Regions from separate parts of the Mus musculus genome. Here region 1 is linked to region 2. Evidence: chromatin contacts called from public HiChIP or PLAC-seq data. All regions are on one chromosome and are shown on one strand. Each heading gives the region's core, a stretch centred on a gene start, on an enhancer-like site or on the middle of the called end of the contact. The rest is flanking DNA. Distances are from core to core; before and after follow the strand shown.

Region 1 (5,890 bases), core at 2,473-4,972, 210 kb after region 2:
ATGACTCCAGCTGGATATATAGCAGAGGATTGCCTTATCTGGCATCACTGGGAGGGGAGTTCCTTAGTCCTGTGGCGGCTTGATGACACAGGATAGGGGAATGCTAGGCTGCTGAGGCAGGAGTGGGTGGGCAAGTGGGGGAGCACCCTCATAGAGGCAGGGGGAGGGAGGAGGGGCTGGGGGCTTTTTGAGGGGAAACTGGGAAGGGGGATAACATTTGGAATGTAAATAAATAAAATAACCATTGTTCAGCAATGAAGGGAAATGAAAGCCAGTTGGTGCACACCTTTAATATCAGAGGCAGGTGGATCTCTTTGAGTTCAAGGCCAGCCTGCTCTAGAGCAAATTCCAGGACAGCCAGGACTACACATAGAAACCCTGTCTGGAAAGCTAAAAAAGAGAAAAGAAGAAAGGAAGGAAGGAAGGAAGGAAGGAAGGAAGGAAGGAAGGAAGGAAGGAAGGAAGGAAGAAGGAAGGAAGGAAGGAAGGAAGGACGCAGAGTTGTCAAACAACAGAAAGATAAGGAAATCTTTAGTAGTCTATTGCTAAAAGAAGCTAGTATGAACAGGTTTGGCTCCGAGTTTGACTCTAAATATCTCCTGATAGTCTGGGAAAAAAAACAAACCAAAATATCAGCCCTGGGGCTGGAGAAACGGCTTTGAGGTTAAGAGCATTGGCTCTTCTTCCAGAGGACACAGTTTTCAGTACCCATAAGGTAGTTTATTTGGGTCTGTCACTCCAGTCCCAGAGAATTTGATGGCCTCTTCTGGCCTTCTCAGGAAATGCATTCAGGTGGTGCACAGACATACATGTGAGCAAAACCCATAAACATAAAAGAAGGATAATTTTTTTTTTGACATAGTCTCACTACATAGCCCTGGCTGTCCTGGAGCTTACAATGTGGGACAGACTGGCTCCAAACTCGCTGAGATCTGCCTGCCTCTGCCTCCTGAGTACTGGAATTAAAGGTATATACCACCACATTTGGCAAAAACGAATATTTTAAAACCTTAAAAGACATATCAGAGCTTACCAATAGGGGAAGCGGGATGGACAGGTGGAATACAGGTCCTTTCAGCTGTAAAATTATTCTGTAAGATACTGCAATGGATACATGTCTTTGCATATCTACCAAGACTCCCCTCAACTATAAAACATGCCAAGTGAACCCTGTGTGAATAATGAACTTTAGCTGGTAAACGAGGTTATCATACAAAGCCAGTCTATGGTAATAGAACACAAGTTTAATACTTCCCTGGTTATTACCACTTCTGTGGACAATAAAATGGGAAGATGCATCATTTTCACATGCCAATCTCTATGTACTTTATACAGACCATGACCTTAAATCCACACAAGAAATCCAGGACAGCCCAACTTAGGCTTTAGGTTAGCCTGAGCTACCTAGTAAACTCCAGGCCAGCCTGGAATACAGCCTGGAGACCTTTACTCAAAACACACACACACACACACACACACACACACACACAGAGAGAGAAAGAGAGAGAGAGAGAGAGAGAGAGAGAGAGAAAGAGAGAGAGGCCTATTTTTAATTCAACGTCCAGGTAAAACAACAGAACAATTGTGTGCTGTATGTGTGCTGCTTTATTAATGGTGAAAATGAGTGGAGGATCAAGCAACTGCTGCAGTTTTGAAGCAGTGCTGAATGCAATCCTTTGAGAGTTTTGTAATGAATAACACCTACAAAATGTAGCTGTGCGTTCTAGTGGTGGCAAGTCACAGTCGCTGCTAACCCTACTATGGCTTTGCCTACGTCCTTCTTGACAGAAACGCTGCTTTTTCAGTTAGAGGAAAGGGAAGTAATAAAGTTTCCCAAAGCTCACAGACTTCCTGAATTCTATCCATGGAGCCTCGAGAGGGGAAAGGAAAGGGAGGAGAGTCTGATATGGCCTGTCCTCGCACAGGCGCGCTTGCACAGAAACCTGAACTGTGGGAGGAGACAGCAGGAGACAGCAGGGGCTCTGCTCTCAGCATCTTTACAGTGACTGCTGCTGAGCAGAGAGCACTGTCCTTTGAGGTGGCTCAGTGGGTACCGGGGCTTGCCACCAAGCCTGGGGATTGAACTCTATCCCTGGGAACCATATGGTGGAAGTAGAGACCTGATTCCCACAAGTTGTCCTCAGACCTACATATATGCACCAGGGTATAAACACATGTGTTCATGTGTGCACATACAAGTATGTATATTTTTTTAGTCTTAAAACCAAAAATAAAGCTAAAAAGAAAAGTAATCCCAGCACTTGGAGGCAGAGGCAGGAAGATTTCTGGGTTCAAGGCCAGCCTGGTCTACAGAGCTCATCCCAGGTCAGCCAGAACTACACAGAGAAACCCTGTCTTGAAAGGCCAAAACCAACCAAACAACCCCAAAAAGGTATGGGCGCAGTGGCACACACCTTTAACTACAGCACCAAGGAAGCAGAGGCAGGCAGATCTTGTGAGTTTAAGCCCAACCTAGTCTAAGTAATGAGTTCCAGGCTGGGCAGGGGTACACAGGGAAATGTAATCAATTAAATTAACAAATAGTTTCATTAGGGATATCCAACAGCTCTTAGGTGACTTAGATCTTCTGGCTTTTTTGATCCCTGATTAAGAATTACATATTAGGGTTGGAGAGATGGCTCAGAGGTTAAAAGCACTGACTGCTCTTTCAGAGGTCCTGAGTTCAATTTCCATCACCCACATGGTGGCTCACAACCATCTGAATTGGGATCTAATGCCCTCTTCTGGTGTGTCTGAAGGCAGTGGCAATGTACTCATAAATAAAATAAATAAAAAGAATTACATATTAGCACAATTGTAGTGCCATTAGTTCATGAAGTTATCTAATCCACTAAAGGTGTGAAGCTCAACTTAATCCTGTTGAAAAGGGGGACAGAGACATAGAGAGAAGAGAGCTTGCTGACTCGCTCAAACTTAACTTGTATGTAACTATTTCAAGTGTTGGCAATCATTTACAGCATACTATCAAGAAGTCGGTAGGTAACTCTCCTCTCCCCGTCTCTGTTTGCCTCTGTCTCTCTGTCTGTCTCTGTCTCTCTCTGTCCCTCTCTCTCCCTTCCCACCCCCACCCCACCCCCACCTTTACAGAGTATCACACAGCAGGTTGAATAAGGAAAAGGGAAGAGAAAGCATAGGAGAAAACATGGGAACTTTTTCCGTCCTTTGAGCAAGTACATGCTACTCCCTGAATTGCTTCAGCCGCCCTCTGCAGACAATTTGGAGCTTGTGCCATTTATAGCAGGTGCTTTCAAGCCCGCCCTACCATCTGTTTTGGGGACTATCCAGGCCAGCCCCCACTTTGCCCAAGTCTGGTCCCTAGGGTCGCTTCGGGGTGGTTGCTGGAGCTGGGCCCCGGAAAGGAACGGAGTTGTTCCCACAAGGGGTCGCGTCTACCCGAGGCCAGCCAGAGGCGGAAAGAGACGCCTTTACCTGCAAGCGAGAGACCCCTGTGGCCCCCGCGGCGCTTGGGCCCAAGGACAGTTAGGTCGCTTTTGCAAAGAACCAGCGAAGCGGCGCAAGGCTCTGGGGAGGATCGCAGGGGATGCTCCGCAGCTCCCGCACCGGTCCCGCAGATTTTGTCGTGACCAAGTTCCTGCTTCCGTCGCAGCGACTGAAAGTTTGCACGGGGGAAGGGCGCGTCCCTGCCCTGCAACCCGGAGCTGCTTCCCAGGCAACATCCAGCCTGACCGCCCCAGCCGGGATGTGCGAACCTAGCCGCCAGATCCCCAGCACCCAACGCACTGAGAGCCACTAGAGGGGGAGGATTGACTCTCGGGGTCACCAAGGGTCTTAAACCGTGCCGCTCGGCCGCGGGGAAGCCATGAAGAGCAAATGCACAGGTGCTGATGGGGAGGTCACACACCCAGGTGTACTCCCGCTCCACGCTGGGTCGCAGTCTTCTTGTCTTTAGCAAGCAACCACAATAAGCGCTGCTTTTTGTTTCCAGACGTTATCTGAAGGCCTGGCCGACTTGGAATTCTTTGGGTACGCAAGGACGACCTTCAACTCCTGATCCTCTTTCCTCTACCTCCAAAGTGCAGGTGTCACAGGGGTTCACCTCCACTTTCTGTTCAAGGACACCTTCTTGGTCAAAGATCACAGAGCATCCTAATTTGGGCATAATTAGGAGAGTCTATTTCCACAATTGGGGAACGGGAGGGGCTCAGTCACAGCTGGCAGTTCTCCAGCTAACTCTGTAAGGCACATGGCTTTTCCCGGGATGTACTGGGTTGTTGTTGCTGTGTGTTGTTGTTTATTTTGGCTTTTTTTTTCTTTGAGACAGGTTCTCACCTGTCTGGTCTCCAGCTCCACGTGTAACTGAGTATGAACTTTTAAGTCCTGATCTTCCTGCCTCTACCTCCCAAGTCATGATTTGTTTATGAGTATGGATAATAACGACGAAAGCAGTGCTGTCTGACACAGCTGTTAAAATGACATCCCTAAACACTTAGCGTAGCACTCTGGCTTTATGGTGGTTTAAAAGTATTTGACTAAAATGTACTTCTTAGCCGGGCGTGGTGGCGAATGCCTTTAATCCCGGCACTTGGGAGGCAGAGGCAGGCAGATTTTGAGTTCGAGGCCAGCCTGGTCTACAAAGTGAGTTCCAGGACAGCCAGGGCTACAGAGAAACCCTGTCTCAAAAAACCAAAAAAAAAAAGTACTTGTTGCCAAATAAATAGAAACGAGGCTTAAGTGGTTAAGTTATCTCTGACTGCTCCCTTCACTCCTGTTTGCATATAACCCCAAACGAATAAAACCTCATTAAGAGACTGATGTAATCCAGTCTAACTTTCGGCGCCATCTTCACATTGGCTGGGGCGGAAGAGTTTTGAAGCCGCAGTTATAGATGATTGTTCTGGGCCTGTACAGTCAACACATAAGCTGGCTTTAACCAGTAGCTGCAGGAAGTATATGTCGTCAGAGAAAGCTTGTGAACAACGGTCCATTGTGTGATACCAACTCGGGGCAGGTAGAGGGTGACCTACTTTCCAGTTATAGTAATGTTGCCACAGCTTGGTACCAAGGAGTAGCCAAGGAAAACTAGACTACAGTGTGGATTAATGACTGCGCTGGGGTAATTTTCTTGCAGCAACAAGATGAAGTGGATGTATATTCTGTCTCTGTAGATGATATGAAGTGTGTGTGTGTGTGTGTGTGTGAGTTTGTGAGTGTGATGGGAACTAAGCAAACCTCCACTATTAGGAATTTCAGATTGCACAGTATCTTCACACCTGCCTGTAATCTCTGACCTCAAGACTCGAAAGCAGGAAGATCAGGCCAACCTCGGTTGTTGCATAGACTTCATGTCTCAAACAACAAAGACATGTCCGCGTTAGTGTTCTGCTACAATGGTCTTGTTATATGTTTGTCTTGAATTACAGCAGTGAACACAGGTCACTGATGAAAATGGTGGCTTAACAAAAACTTCCTGGAGTTGGGCCTGGAGGCACAGGTTTACAACCCTAGCTAAAAGTTAAGATAGGAGAATCACAAGTTTAATGGCTGTCTTAGCTAAGGAGTGAGTTTAAAGCTAGCAGACAATTTAGTGAGACCCTGTTTCAAAAAAAAAAAAAAAAAATTAGTAAAGACACCAAGAGCTTGAGAAATGGCTAAGGGTTCACACTGATCTTCCAGAGGACCCAAATTTGGCTCCCAGTACCACATCAGGCAGCTAACAACTGCCTGTTAAACTTCCTCTGTATAGCCCTGGATATCCTGGAACTCACACTGTAGACCAGGCTGACCTCAAACTCAAAGATTCAGGGATTAAACTCCTAGTGGTGGGATTAAAGGCGTGCACTACCACTGCCCAGCTTCTATTAAACACTATGTTTTAAGATTTATTTTTGTAGGGCATGGTGGCACACAC
Region 2 (5,542 bases), core at 868-3,367:
GCCAAAAGATGCTCTCCCAGGTCTCCCCCATGCTTTCTCTTAACCTGCAAAGCAAATGCCCCCCTCCCCCACGCTAAGCACCTTTGCCCTCTGTCGTTCCAGACCCAGCATGTGCAGCACCAGTGTGTATGACCTGGAAGACATTCCCCTGGAGGATGATGATCCAAACAGCATAGAGTTCAAAATCCTGGCCTTCTACGCCAGACACCATGTCTTCAAGAACACCCCGGCTGTCTTCTCGCCCAAGCTCTCCAGAACAAGGAGTCTGTCCCAGAAAGCCCTGGGGACTTGGTCAACTGATTCCTGGACACAGGTATCATTGCCTTGCAGAGGTTCCCCCTCCAGCGAAAAGAACATCAGCTTGGGCAAGAAGAAGTCTTCTTGGAGAACACTCTTCAGGGTGGCCGAGAAGGAGGAAGGCCTGCCGAGCTCCCCAAAGGAGATCCGAGCTCAGGGTCCTCAGGGCCCCTTCCCGGTAGAGCGGCAGAGTGGCTTCCACAACCAGCACTGGCCCAGGTCTCTGAGCAGTGTGGAGCAGCGCCTGGAGAGTGAAGGTAGGCTTGTGAACAGCTCTGCCTAGCACCACTCTCCTTCCTTGTGTGTGCCAAGAGGCTGGCCTCCTCTTACCTGCTGAAGATAGAGGCCTTTCCACTTCTTTAATTTCCGCCGTAACCACCCACTTTCCCCAAGGAGGGAAGGGTGGGAGGGGATGGTGGCAGTAGGGGTTTTCTGGCTCTGTGATGGTAAAGAAGCTTGCTTTGAGAGAGAAGGCACCTTAGCCAGGGCAGAGGCTTTGCCTCTTCCTGGGCCAGTTCACCTCTGGGGAGCCTGGGTACTGTGTTTACACCCATATACTGGAGAGTCACACCCTCTCCTACTTCTTCCGGTTGATGGAAAGACCAAAGAGAAGAGCCAGATGATGGAGGCAGGACTTTCAAGGGTTCATGGCCAGCCTTGGCTATATAGTGAGATGAATGCCAACCTGGGCTACATGAGACCCTGTCTTAAACAACAAATAAACAAACAATGGAAAGAGGGAGAAAGAGAAAGGGAAGGAAGGAGAAGGGAGAGAAGAGAAAAGAGAGGGGGCAGTGGGAAGAGGCATGAGAGGAGTAACAGGGATGAAGAGGGAAGGAAGAAGGGAGGGAGGGAGGGAGGGAAAGAATAAAGGAAGGAAGGTAGGAAGGAAAGAAGGAAAGAAAGACACTCAGGCAAAGAGATAGAAGCAGATAGGTTTTCAGTTGAACACACTGGCTCATACCTGCCGTCCTCAGCATTCAGAAAGAAAAGCATGGCCAGTTCTAGGCTAGCCTGGGGTACTTAACAAGTTGGAGGCCAGCTTAGGGTTATACTGTAAGATTGTCTTGGAAAACTGAAAAGAAACAAAATACTTTTCAGAACATAAGCCACCGGGCTGGAGAGATGGCTCAGCAGTTAAGAGCACTGCTGCTCTTCCAGAGGTCCTGAGTTCAAATCCCAGCACCCATGTGCTAGCTCACAAAGTGTGTAACTATAGTCCCATGGGATCCGATGCCATCTTCTGGTATGCGTGCAGACAATCTTTTAAAAAGGGAAGTTTTTCAAAAAATGTAAACTATTCTTTTTTTAAAAAAACTGATAAAGTCTTCCCTTGTTAGGAAAAAAGAAATTGTACTATCACTGAGGGCTTTACCTCCACCCACTTTACCACCACTGAAGTGCCCTTTACCTCAGCAGACGCTTCTCCCGCCATCCCACCCACTCCCACCTCAGCAGAGCCCCTTCCTGCCAGGTTTGTTGGGCCTAGGAAACTTGTCCATAGTTAGTCAGCAGATGGCAGTAACGGCTCAGTTTTAAAGGGCTGTGATCATTCTAAGTTGGAATCAGCCCTGCATGGACATGGATGGCTCCAAACCAGCCTGTGACCAAGGGAACTTCTTCAGTTAGACTGCGAGGATGCAGGCTCCTAAGAATACGCAGAACCCATCACTCAAGAGGCAGTGAGACTTTGTGGCGGACACACTGCCTGAACCACACGAAGCCATCTTCTCAGATTTGTTCATCTGCTTCTAAATGCACGGGTGGCTGAGGCCACAGCAAGAGGGGTTCCGCCCTCCTCTCCTGCCCTGTCTTCCCACGCATGCGTCAGCAACTGTGGATCAGAGCTGGAGGCCCCAATGACCTGGCTTTAGGGGTCACTGTGGCCTGCACAGAGACAGGAAGTTTCCACAGCCTTCCTTCCGCATTTCCTAGAGGAAATGACAAAAGTATTGTTTGGCTTTCCCTCCTAACTTTTCAAAAGAAATCACTCACATCATCTCCTCCCCTTTTAGAAAGAAGAAAAATAAATTTCAGATGAGATTAAGAATAAAAACTAAATTTGAGAGAGTGGGTTTATTGGCTAAATTGTATCTTAGGCTTAATAACCATATATTACAATGTATATAACCATAATACAGAGAGGTTTTTGTTTTAAGATTTATTTATGTATGAGTACACTGTCACTGTCTTCAGACACACCAGAAGAGGGCATTGGATCCCATTACAGATGGTTGTGAGCCACTATGTGGTTGCTGGGAATTGAACTCAGGACTTCTGGAAGAGCAGCCAGTGCTGAGCCATCTCTCCAGCTCCCATAATACATAGTTTTATGCATATCTAATTATATGTTGGATGTTCTGAAGAACATATTCTACAGGGCTGTGGAGATTCTAGATATCATATCTCCATTCAAGTAGAAAGAAAAGAGAAAGGCAGAGATGGCTTTCTTTCTAGATTATTCTAGATTATTTGGATATGTGTGTATATATATATATATATATACAAATATACATATATGTATGTATGTATGGGTTTATTTACTACTTATTTGAGATAGGACCTCGCTATGTAGCCAAGACTAACCCCTACCTCTTGACCCACCCCCATCATTAATTACTGTGAATGAATGCTCTTCTCCAAATACAGTATGATTACACTCAGCTACTCCACTTGGGACCAAACACAGAACCACTTCAAGTTCCTACAGTGAGCTGATTGGTGGAACACCAGTGACTACCCAACAAGTCAGCCAAGTACCTGCCTGCTCTACCCCGCCTTCCCCAAGCGGATACAAAGCTGCATTGTTTCTGGGTGGCTATAACTTGAGTCTATGCCGTGTAAATCTTCCTTCCTTGAGTGGAAACACACAGTACATCCCTTCCTGGCTTACAAATTCAGGAAAGATGAGTTGTATGTTACACACTTTTCTGAGCTATCTGTAGTCTGTGCTGGTCTGACACTCACGACCTTGCAGCCCTGGACTCCTGAGTGCTGAGGTGACAGATGTGGTCGTGTGTATGAAGCCTTGTTTACCTATAAGCATTACTTGAATGTTTTCTATTAAACTTAAGGGGAAATTTGTGACTATAAAAGCAAGGAGTATCAGACTACTGAACACTTTCCTGGGAACTGAGAGATCACCTCTCCTTCTCCAATGTATAAAGGTTACCCTCAAATGTAATTAAGCTTAATAAAAATAAAAGCACCAAGAACATTCTTTCAAGCAATGCTAGCACCCCACGCCATGTTGGGTGCATTTCTTTGCAAGGGAGAAAAGATGAAGGTGTGGAAGGGCCCCTGTATACTGCCCCCTTACCCCAGCCTATGGGGAATTGCTAGTCCCTTCTGAAGACTGTCCCGCTTCAAACACAAACTCCTGGGCATAGTCCTTTTATCTGAGGCTGGCCTCTTCATCCTAAACAACCAGAAGTCCACACTGCATCCCCAGTTCTGGGGATGGCCTCTGAGCAGTGCTTTCTTGTTTCAGTTGTGGATTCCAAAGTGGCTTGTATTGCCAACAGAGTGGCTGAAATTGTTTACTCCTGGCCACCACCAGATGTCATCCACAGCCAGGGAGGAAGCAAGCTCAAAGAGAGGGTCTCGGAGATTCTGTACTTCAGGTTTGAAGGACCTTGTGACTCTAAGAATAAAGGTAAGCCCTCCTTGCTGAGTTGAGTGTGTTGGGTTGAGCATGTGCCAGACAGAAGTGTCTGGGTGTGTTTGTGTGGACACAGCTCGGGGCTCTGCAAATTGGGAATCTCAGCCCACTTGAAGGCAACACGATGGAGACCTTGAGCTCTGGCTTAAGACATCACCCAAGACACAGGAATGCCATTAGCTTGTTGGCCAACATGTCAGCCCACTGCTAAGTCAGAAGAAAAGTCTCCCATGGAGGGAGAAGAGGACTAGCTCTAATCACACTAGTACATAGAGTTAGAGCATCAGCCAACCCAGGACCCCTGTGAAACACCCAGTATGGTCAGACATATTTATTTTTCTTGCCATTGTGAGAGAAATGCCTACCAGCAGCAATGTAAGGGAGAAAAAAATTTATTTTGTCTTAGGATTTCAGAGAGTTGCATTCAATGGTTGTTGGCCACATACATTTAGGCAGAAGAACATGGCTGCAGAGTACAGAAGATGGTGGATGTTCATTCTGTAGTCAATCAGGAAGCAAAGAAAGCAGGAAGTGGCCAGTCATAATATACCCCCACAGGCCCGCCCTCAGTTTTCCACTTCCTCCAGGCAGGCCCCACCCCCTAAACCTCCACAACCTTCCCAAACAGTGCCAACCATTGAGGACAGGCATTCAAAGCGTGAACCTGTGGGAAACAATTCATTTTTGATTCAGCAACCCCAGGTCTGATTCAGAAGGTGCTGAAAAAAGGGAGAATTGGGGACTAAATTAGATCAGTCACTGGGTACACTGTAGCAATGGCTGAGACTACTACAGACTCTAGAAGCCTTAGGGAAACCCTGGGATCAGAGGGAAGCACTGAAGGGAGCCGGGTTTGCCTTCCTTCATTGCTGACCTTTGTCTCAGCTCTCTCTCCTCAGCCCCTAGAAGTGCCAAAGTGCCTCCGGGGTCTTTAGCACAGTGAAGGATAGAGCAGAATTCTCTCCACGAAGGCGTCGTTTATCTCAGACCTTGAGACAGGGTGTGGATTTTTTCCACTGTCTGCTGTCTATCCGAAACCAAAAAAAAATGCCAAAGAGGCTTTGAGTGGGGAGCCCTCCAAGCACGCTAACAAGAAAGAGCTGAGGCTTTATTGCCGTCCCAAATGTGCCTGGGAGGTAGAAACTGATCCCGTCAGGCAAGCTAAAGCCAAGGCACTCCTCCCTGCCTACAGGAGGAACCCAAGACTCCAGTACTCTGTCTTTCCCAGAGAGACAGAAGCAGACAGGGCTATGGAGATTTACAGGCGTTTTCTCTCAGGGTTGTGAGTCCAGGACATCACTCTCCTCTCCTCTGCCCTACACCTTCTTGGGCCTGGCTACATTTATTCCCTGGTCTCCCTTGCCTCTAGCCAAGACAAACTTGTGGGTCCCGTAGCTTCAAGAGACGGGGCCGTAAGTCAGAAACTCGATTCGCTCAGTTTCTGGCTGTTCCGTTTGGATTCTGTTCTGTAGTGACGATCATTTTCACGGTTATGTTTACGAAGTAGCAAGCTGTGGAAGGAGAACCCTCATAGGCCATGTCAGGGGCAGCTATGTTTTAATCCAACTGCCATTCCAGCCTTGG

Evidence for each region. HiChIP or PLAC-seq counts read pairs in DNA pulled down with a chosen protein or histone mark.
Region 1: a contact with region 2 is called in an H3K27ac HiChIP or PLAC-seq map of embryonic stem cells, with 5 times the contacts expected there. The contact joins the promoter of Mansc1 here to the enhancer-like site in region 2. A contact is called at or near these places in 24 of 39 promoter capture datasets (the 3T3-L1 cell line, 3T3-L1-derived adipocytes, the C10 cell line and 16 more), 4 of 15 datasets of contacts at CTCF or cohesin (the G1E-ER4 cell line, the NIH/3T3 cell line, embryonic stem cells and 1 more), 47 of 484 Hi-C or Micro-C datasets (the AML12 cell line, CD4 single positive thymocytes, the HPC-7 cell line and 24 more), 36 of 115 datasets of contacts at active chromatin or transcription factors (the 230-238 cell line, the HPC-7 cell line, SST interneurons and 22 more) and 3 of 9 other capture datasets (adipose tissue, liver and pancreatic islet).

Annotation. Positions count from the first base shown.
Region 1 is chr6:134,628,766-134,634,655 of GRCm38.p6, forward strand. Mansc1 (MANSC domain containing 1) reads right to left here and starts at 3,723. Exons shown (of 4, transcript NM_026345.4): 1 at 3,451-3,723.
Region 2 is chr6:134,423,509-134,429,050 of GRCm38.p6, forward strand. Bcl2l14 (BCL2-like 14 (apoptosis facilitator)) reads left to right here. Exons shown (of 7, transcript NM_025778.3): 3 at 103-554; 4 at 3,788-3,952. The coding sequence starts at 110. Among named protein-coding and RNA genes, the nearest start is that of 4933406J09Rik, 23 kb to the left of the region's middle. Within about 2 kb of position 2,118, at least 39 of the 459 cell types and tissues checked have an H3K27ac peak or open chromatin away from gene starts, as enhancers often do. A contact at or near this core is called in adipose tissue, bone marrow-derived macrophages, embryonic stem cells and 5 more, where this site is marked.